Regions from separate parts of the Mus musculus genome. Here region 2 is linked to region 1. Evidence: chromatin contacts called from public promoter capture Hi-C data. All regions are on one chromosome and are shown on one strand. The core of a region is the stretch at or near the end of the contact, and the rest is flanking DNA. Distances in the headings are between cores, read along the strand shown.

The links. Capture Hi-C pulls out chosen DNA fragments and counts their contacts.
Region 2: a promoter capture Hi-C map of adipose tissue shows a contact between it and region 1. The contact joins the promoter of Cx3cr1 here to the promoter of Ttc21a in region 1. A contact is called at or near these places in 3 of 39 promoter capture datasets (cranial neural crest, macrophages and pre-B cells), 8 of 484 Hi-C or Micro-C datasets (the AML12 cell line, CD8 T cells, Th1 cells and 4 more), 6 of 115 datasets of contacts at active chromatin or transcription factors (double positive thymocytes, effector CD8 T cells, embryonic stem cells and 2 more) and 4 of 9 other capture datasets (adipose tissue, embryonic stem cells, liver and 1 more).

The regions. Positions count from the first base shown.
Region 1 is chr9:119,935,117-119,939,275 of GRCm38.p6, reverse strand. Ttc21a (tetratricopeptide repeat domain 21A) reads right to left here and starts at 1,670. Exons shown (of 29, transcript NM_028735.3): 1 at 1,526-1,670; 2 at 1-109. The coding sequence starts at 1,552. It overlaps Gorasp1 (golgi reassembly stacking protein 1), which reads left to right and starts at 1,718. Exons shown (of 9, transcript NM_028976.2): 1 at 1,718-1,818. The coding sequence starts at 1,759.
Region 2 is chr9:120,065,980-120,070,138 of GRCm38.p6, reverse strand. It overlaps Cx3cr1 (chemokine (C-X3-C motif) receptor 1), which reads left to right and starts at 1,843. Exons shown (of 2, transcript NM_009987.4): 1 at 1,843-1,934. Gm33858 (a long non-coding RNA gene) reads right to left here. Exons shown (of 3, transcript XR_003948274.1): 2 at 250-2,044; 3 at 1-33.

The sequences.
Region 1 (4,159 bases), core at 421-2,920:
CTCTGAAGAACTGCAGGGCTGGGTCGCTGCTGTACCTCTCTAGGCCCACATTCGCAGCCTGCAGCACATGGTGGAAGTACTTTTCCTGGCTGTAGTAAATGATCGAAGCCTGCATGAAAAGAAAGAACATGGTTGCCATAGCTCCCGTCCCTCCATCTTTGTTCTGGTCACGATGGGGTGAGACCCACTCCTGTTGAGGTGACCCATTCCTTCTCACGTCTACAAACAGGAAGGGAGAGGCAGCATTCAGGCCTGGCCTTCTCCTTCTGCAGCCCTGGGAAGGAAGGCGCTCCAGGGAGTTTGGCTACGGCAGAGGTTTTAGGTGACTGGGGGATGGTCAATACACCATGTAAGCTTCAAGTCAGGCTCATCCTAGGCTGGGAAGGAAGGGGACTGAGGAGTGGTCATTTTCAGGGTCTCCATGTCCTCCGCTATACACATCTTGGTATCTTTCACAGCTAAAGAAGCTGAAGCCCAGGGAGACACAGCCCATGGAGATCACACAGTAATTGGGGCTGAGATTTCAAAGCAAAAGCTCACTTCCTCTAAGGTTTGTGGGTGTTGAGTTGGGGATAGATGTGGTTAGGTCGTAAAAGCCTCATGGGCCATTTGAAAGAGCCTAGACGTCAGACAGGGTCATCAACAGGAACCAGCTCGAATGGCTTTAAGTAGGGGAGTGAAGTTTTCAGATTTTTAAAACTTTTGGCAGAGCCTGGTGTTCATGTATCCCAGACTGGCCTCAAACTCAACTATGGTGAGTTTCTGACCCTCCCTCCCCACCTCTCCGGTGCTAGGATTAAAGGCACCTACCACCACACCTGTTTTATGGCTATCAGGGCTTGGTGCATATTCTAGGAACTGAGCCAGATCCCCAGTTACCTCAAATGATATTCTAAAGAAATGACTCTGGCTGTTGCGTGCAGTGATGTGTGGGTGGCTGCAGGTGGCACATGGGTAATGCCAGGCAGTAGTGCTGGTGCAAAGAGCCCAAGTAGAGAAACCAGGCCAGAGGTGTCTAAGGGAGAGATACATGGTGGCTCTGGAGACTTTGGAAGCTGACACTTCTCGTTAGATTAGGAACAGGGTTGGAGGTGGGCATAGACCTCATAGCAGTGGAACACAGATGGCTTAGGTGGGAGGCAGATGCGATAATGGACAGGCACGGATTGGTTTGGGGGATAGGATCAGGTCTGGGTGCTAATTTGAGGCTAGGGGTGCAGAGGACACTGAGGGGAAATGCTTTGGTTAGGGAGCTGAGGAAGATGGAAGGACTTCTAGAAGCTGCCAGAGTAGTGAACAGAGGGGTAGAGGTGGTTGGGGGGTGGAAGTAGCCTAAGAGTAGAGATGGCCAGAGGGCAGGCAGCAGGGTGGATGGTGTGGCAGAGGGTGGCCCAAGGGCAGATGGCCAGAGAAAGCAGAAAGGTAACCCCAGAGCAGAAATGGTCAGAGAGCAGAGAGCTAGCCCAGGGCAGCAGTCCTGACTGCAGAAGTAGTCCCGAGCGCAGGCGGCCCAGAGTTCACGCACCATGAGAGAGGAGTCATCGCTGCTCATGGCTGCAGCCCGGCTCAGGTGATGACCGGCTGAGCGGGATTCCCAGCTCTGGCCGCCCAATTCGCAGCCCAGCTCACGGCCGGAAGTCTAAGGCGCGCGCGTCCTTGGCAACCTGGCTGCTGGCCTGTTGCTAAGAACTGTGACATCCGGGAGGGCGTGGCCTGGCCCCACGTGACTAGGCCACGCAGCAGCGGGAGAGGGCGGCCATGGGGCTAGGGGCAAGCAGCGAGCAGCCGGCGGGCGGCGAGGGCTTCCATCTGCACGGGGTGAGCCGGGGTGGTGGAAGATCACCAGGGAGGGTTGCACAGCCCCGAGGCCTGCAGTGACCTCCCTGCATGCCTTGCGAGGCCCAGCGCGTCCAAGATCCGAGGCCCCTTCTCTAAGGAGCATTGCAAGGGGCTGGGAGAGCTCGTGGGCTTTGGGAAAGCTGCTGAAGAGGGGGTGAAGTGGCCAGAATGACTGGAGCCAGGGTGGGCATTGGGACCCCAGAGTGAAACATCCCGAGACCTAGATGGGGCCCTACGTGTCACTTGCAGGGAGGTACGAGCGAACAGGCTGCTGGGAAGTATAGTCTGGTTGATAAAGAACGCCGTATGGAGTTGGGGATAGAAAGATCTTTGAACTCAGCTCCCCTGTTTTGCCCCTTTGAAAAGCAGGTAGATGCAGAGCTGTGTGGAGGCGGGCAGGTTTGTCAGGTTGTCTGGCTGTTGGGTCAGCCTGCCTGCCTTCATTCCTTCAGACAGGATCTTGGTACTTAGTTCAAGCTGTTGTTAAACTCTCAGCTGCTCTTTCTCGGTTCCTCTTAAATCTTATCTATCTATCTATCTATCTATCTATCTATCTATCTATCTATCTATCTATTTATTTTGTGGGTGTCTCATTATGTATCCCCGACTGGCCTGGAACTTGCTATGTAGGCTAGACTGGGCTGGAACCTACAGAAATCCATCTGCGTGCGCCTGCCTCCTGAGCCATTATGCCTCTCTGGTCTATGTCAAAGGAAGTCTGGAGTCAGGGCTAGGGAAGCGGTTTCTAGCTGGAGAGCCACATTGGCTTTACAGATCAAAGTGACAAGATTTGTGCTTGGGGGTTGGCAGACATTGGGATGCATCCAACCGGGGGTGTTTTAAAACAGGTTCACGGGAAGTCAGGAGTTTGGGATCTTTGCACAAGGGCTGAGGGAAGTGAGGTGGTGGGGGTGGTGGACGGAGTGAAGGCAAGGGGGGCTGGTTAAAGGGGGACAGGTTGATCAGGTCAGAGGATGAGGACCCGTTACAGAGATGTGTTTTTGGTGTGTGTGTTGTTTTTGTTTGTGCACACGAGTGTGCAAACCAGAGGTTTTAGATCCCTTTAAGTTGGAGTTATAGGCATTTGGGAGCTGTCACACTTGCATGCTGGGGACTCAACCCAGGTCGTCTGATAGAATAATAGGCTCTTTTAACTGCTGACCTATTTCTCCAGTCCCTTTGTTTGTTTGCTTGTTTTTTCTTTGAGACAGGGTTTCTCTATGTAGCCCTGGCTGTCCTGGAACTCACTCTGTAGATCAGACTGGCCTTGAACTCAGAAATCTGCCTGCCTCTGCCTCCCAAGTGCTGGGATTAAAGGTGTGTGCCACCACTGCCCGGCTGTTTTTGATGTAGGATGGCCTTGAGCTCTTGATACTTCCCGAATCCCAGGATTACAATGTGCACGAGTATACCTAGCTATAGACATGTTTTTGAATATATATTCTATGCCAGGCAGAGCTTCAGGCACTAGAGATAACATGGTAGACAAAGTACTCATATTTGGAAATCAAACAGGGGAGAAGGAAGGCCATAAAGAGCTATGTGGAATAGGATGTGGTGGCTCATCCCTGGAATACCAGCATTAGACGCAAAGGCAGGAGGACTCCCAAGTTTGAGGCCAGTTTAAGTTATACATCAAGGCTCTTATCTCAAAAACATACACAGTGAGCTGAAGAGATGGCTCAGCAGTCACGGACACTTGACTTCTAGGAAGCCCAGGGTGACTTGGTATTATGTGCGTGTGCGTGCATGCATGCACAAACTGAAGGTCATGACATTGGGTTGTCCACATCTGCCCGTAAGTCCAGCTCCAGGGGACCCAGGGTCCTCTTCTGACTTCCATAGGCACCTCCCCACCCCATACACACAGGGCATCTGTATACCCTGGCACACATGAACACAAAATTTTCTTTTGTTTTTTCAAGGTAGGGTTTTTTTTTTTTTTAAGCCTTGGCTGTCTTGGAACTACCTCAGAGATACACTTGCCTCTGCCTACTGAGTGCTGGGATTAAAGGCGTGCGACACCACTGCCCGGCTACATAAATCTTAACCACACAGCAACGGCACTGAGCTCCTTCTCCAGGTCCTAGACTTGGCATTTTATTTTATTTGATATTTATTATATGGAGCTGTGGAGGATTTTTGTTGTTGTTTTTAGATTTATTTTCATTTTATGTTTAAGGTATGTATGTATGTATGTACACTGTGTCTGGTGTCTACAGAGGTCAGATAAGGGGATTGCAGTCAGATGGTTGCGAGCCACCCTGTGGGTGCTGGGAACTGAACCTAGGTTCTCTACAAGAGCAGTCCAGCCTCTGTT
Region 2 (4,159 bases), core at 594-3,093, 130 kb before region 1:
AGCTCAGTGCCCTCGGTGTGTGCAGCCGTCCATCTGGGAACAAGGATACCAGCGTGAGTTACTGACACTCGTCACAGAGCTCACCTGCTGCGGCATCCATGAGCAGGACAGGCTGGCTTGTCAGCCCACAGCAGGTGAGGCAGGGAGGAAAGGCATGCACAGGCCAGGGGATGTGTGTGCTGGAGAAGAGGAAGCGGATAGAATGCAGTGGGAAGTAAAAAGAAGCCATGGTGCTGAGAACATGCTCACCAGACAGAAGAGAGGAGCCTCCGAGAGTGCTAAGTCTGTGATGCTACGACTCGGGGTCCTCTCTGGCACATGGGTAGATGGCCGGATGGTGAGATGAATAAGATGGATGGGAAGGGAGTGGTGGGCACAGGGTACCCTCAGGCCCCAGCTGAAGGTGGAGTTGTGTGGGAAACAGACACGGATGAGATTGGTTGACAGCAACAGTAGGAGATTCTCAGCCAGATTCCAGACAGGAACACGAGGAAGAGCTTGAATGCCCTGGGGATACAGCTCAGATGGCAAAATGTTAGACTAGCCTGAGTTCCATCCCCAGCCCCTCATAAACGGTGGAGCATCCCAGACTTGGGCAGTGGAGGCAGGAGGATGAAAGGCTCAAGGTCTTTTTAACCCCATAGCTATTTAAAGTCCAGCCCAGGATGTGTGGGACCTATCTCAACAACAAAACAAACAAAAACAAAGCCAGGGGGCTGAAGAAATGGCTCGGTGGCTAAGAGCACACACTGCTCTTGCAGAGGACACAAGTTCGACTCCCAGCACCTATAGTGATGGGCAACTCACGACTGCCACAGGGAGATCTGAGTTCTCTAGCCTCCCTGGGCACATATACATAATTAAAAAGAAAGCTCGAAAACAAAAAGTTTAGCAGAAATGAATAAGGACACGGAGTCGGTGAGCTGGAATAGGATGGGGGTGGTTCTGGGAGGAGAGGGGTAGAGGAGGGATTGTGATCGAAATACATGTGAAGTTCCCAAGGAATTCATACAAATAAAAGCCAAAAAAACAAGAGCTGAAGTGGGGACAGGATCGGGGTGAGGAGCTGAGCCCCAGGGGAAGCTGAGTAGCCCCTGACTTAGCTGCTGGGGCAACGGGAAAGGGCCAATGTCTGCGAGCCTGTGAGGATCTGCTGGCTCTCTGTGAATCTCTCCTGCAGGGAAAGAAGAACAGACAGGGAGGCCAGAAGGAAGGAGAAAGGGAACTAACCGAGGCTTCCTCAAATGTGAACAGCTGGAGAGCAACTGGAGCTTTTAGTTCCTACCTCACTGGACAAAGCAGGCTCCTGAGAACTCCCAAGAGTTGTGATATGGTCAGTGGTCAGCGAACCTGGGCCCAGTGCTGCACAGGGGGTACCAGAGGCTTCCTAAGAACACTGGAAAGCAGAGGGGCCCTCACAGCTTGCCTGAGACCCCTATTAAGGAGAGCTTGAGACCTGACTTGTGTGCTGCTGGACTCCGAGGCTACAGACTGCCATCTCACTAGGAATAAATAATATCCATCCACCCCCAGGTCTGCCAACCCACAGCCCCCTGTAAACCTTAGGTCTCAGTAATTCCTAGGTCAGCCACCACACAGTCTCCAGCAATCCCCAGGTCTGCCACCCAACAGTCCCCAGTAGTCCCCAGCAGTCCCCAGCAATCTCCAGGTTTGCCCCAGTCTCAAGTCCCCTAGATTTGAAATGCAGGCTCTCTTGCGGTCAGCTGGTTCCCAGCCTGGAGCGTTGAGCCCGTTGAGCTTGCTTGTCACAGCATCTAAAGATAGGGTACCACACAGGAAACCAGATGCTATTGGCTAACTTCGAAAATAAAGATGCCCTCATAGAGAGGGAAGCACTTGCCTCTGGTGGAGTCTGCGTGAGACTGGGTGAGTGACTGGCACTTCCTGCAGAAGTTCCCTTCCCATCTGCTCAGGTAAGTACCACGGACTCCAGACTCCTCCCATACCTGGGCGTGGGGTCAATCAGGCACAGTCACAGGGTTTCTGATGCTGTTTGCCTTCCGTGTCTATTTTCCTGAGGATACTGCAGATAAATCAGGAGAGTAAAGGACCTTTTGCACGCTCGTAACTTGAGGAGTTAGTAATTACATTTTAGGGATGTGAAAAAAAAGGTTTATATTAGATGTTACCAAAAAAGGCCTTGATATAAAATCACATCTGGGTAATTGGAAATATTGATATTCTTAAAGATCACAATTCAGATTGCCAGTCAGACTTTTTTGATCCATGCCTCTAATCCCAGCACTTGGGAAGGTGAAGCAGGAGGATCGATACAAGTTTGAGACCAGCCTAGGCTAGCTAATGAGCTCTAGGCCAGTTTAGGCTTCTGTGTGAGACCGCCTTAAACAAACAGCACCAACCATAAAAACTAGTGATTGTGGTTTTCATTTCTTTTTAAAAGGAGCTTTTATCTTCAGAGACTCATACTTGAATGTCTATAGAAACAGAATAATCTAATTCAGCCATGAAATAGGACATAGATGAAATATTAACTGGGAGTTGATAATTCCTGGAGCTGAGTGGCGGGTGCCAGGTGTTTCCTTTGATTTCCCCCCCCCCCCCCCCGGTTTTTTGAGACAGGGTTTTTCTGTGTAACTGTGACTATCCTGGAACTCATTCTGTAGACCAGGCTTGCCTTGAACTTATAGAGATCCACCTGCCTCTGCCCCCTCAGTACTGGGATTAAAGGCGTGCGCCTCCATTGCCTGGCTCCCCTGATTGTATATAGGCTTGTGAATATAAAGAGAATAATGTTATATAAATAGAGTTGCTTGCCTAGCACACAAGGAGCCCTGGGCCCTGGGCACAATCTTCAGCATCTAATAAAATTGGACTTGGTGGCACACACTGTGATCACAGCACCCTGGAGGTAAAAGGCGGGAGGTCGGAAGTGCAAGACTCTTCTCAGTGAAGCAGAATTTTGAGGCCAGCCTGGACTTTATGGGATCCTGCCTCTAAAAACAACAATAATGATGATGGTGACGGTGGTGGTGATGACGGTGGTGGTGGTAGTGGTGGTGCTGGTGGTGGTGGTGGTGGTGGTGGTGGTGGTGGTGATAAATGTTCAAAACGATGTTAGCATTTTTACTATAAATATAAATTTATGTGTCAAAAAAGCTAAGAGTGCTATGCTAAACCTGCAGAGTTGGATAGTTTTAAGGATTCCTCTTCCCCTCCCCCTCTTTTAAATGCTTTTTTGGTACCATCTTCAATAGTCATAATGAACATTTATTACATTTATAATAAACTTGTCACAAACTCATTCTTCAGTTTTATAAATGCTCAGAACCATGGCTCAGACACTTGGGCACAGACATCTGAGCTAGGAGTCGTGGTCTTAGGGAGGAAACGATAAGAACAGGCCAGGAGGGCTGGAGAGGTGGCTCAGTGGTTAAGAGCACCGACTGCTCTTCCGAAGGTCCTGAGTTCAAATCCCAGCAGCCACATGATGGCTCACGACCATCCGTAATGAGATCCGACGCCCTCTTCTGGTGTGTCTGAAGACAGCTACAGTGTACTTAGATATAATAAATAAATCTTTAAAAAAATATTTAAAAAAAAAAAACGAACAGGCCAGGAGGAGATACACCCCTGCTTGACACAGACAAGCCCCTATTCAGAGGACCCTGCAGCCTCGCTCACTCTGTGCCTGATCATTTATAACCATGTGCGAGAAAAGCTGGGAACTTGGGATTCTCCTGCCTTCTGTCTTTCCAATTCTGCCATTTTTTTTCTTTTAATTTTTTCCCAACTGCTTGAAATACAATACTTGAGGTAGGAAGAAATTCAGTCAAATGTGAAGATACGCAGGTCATAAGAAGACCCTGTTCAGGCCCAGGTCATAAGAGGGCCCCAGCCTACTGAGAGGAGACAAGCTCAGAGTGAGACCTGGCCTGCTGAGCCTTGGGAACCTATGAGGGTCAGCAGGGTAGGTGCAGTGGCTGAACTGGAATGGGGTTTTCCTGGACAACAGAAATGGCCCCAGGAAGCTGTTCGGTGGCTTTTCCCAGAGAAATGTGAACCAAGTTATCCACCAACGCTATGACTCCTGGGGCAAGCAGGAACGACCCCACACCCAAGTTTAGGCTGGAGAATCAGCAAGTCTTTTGGGGTTACTCATAGCAACATGCCCTAGGGT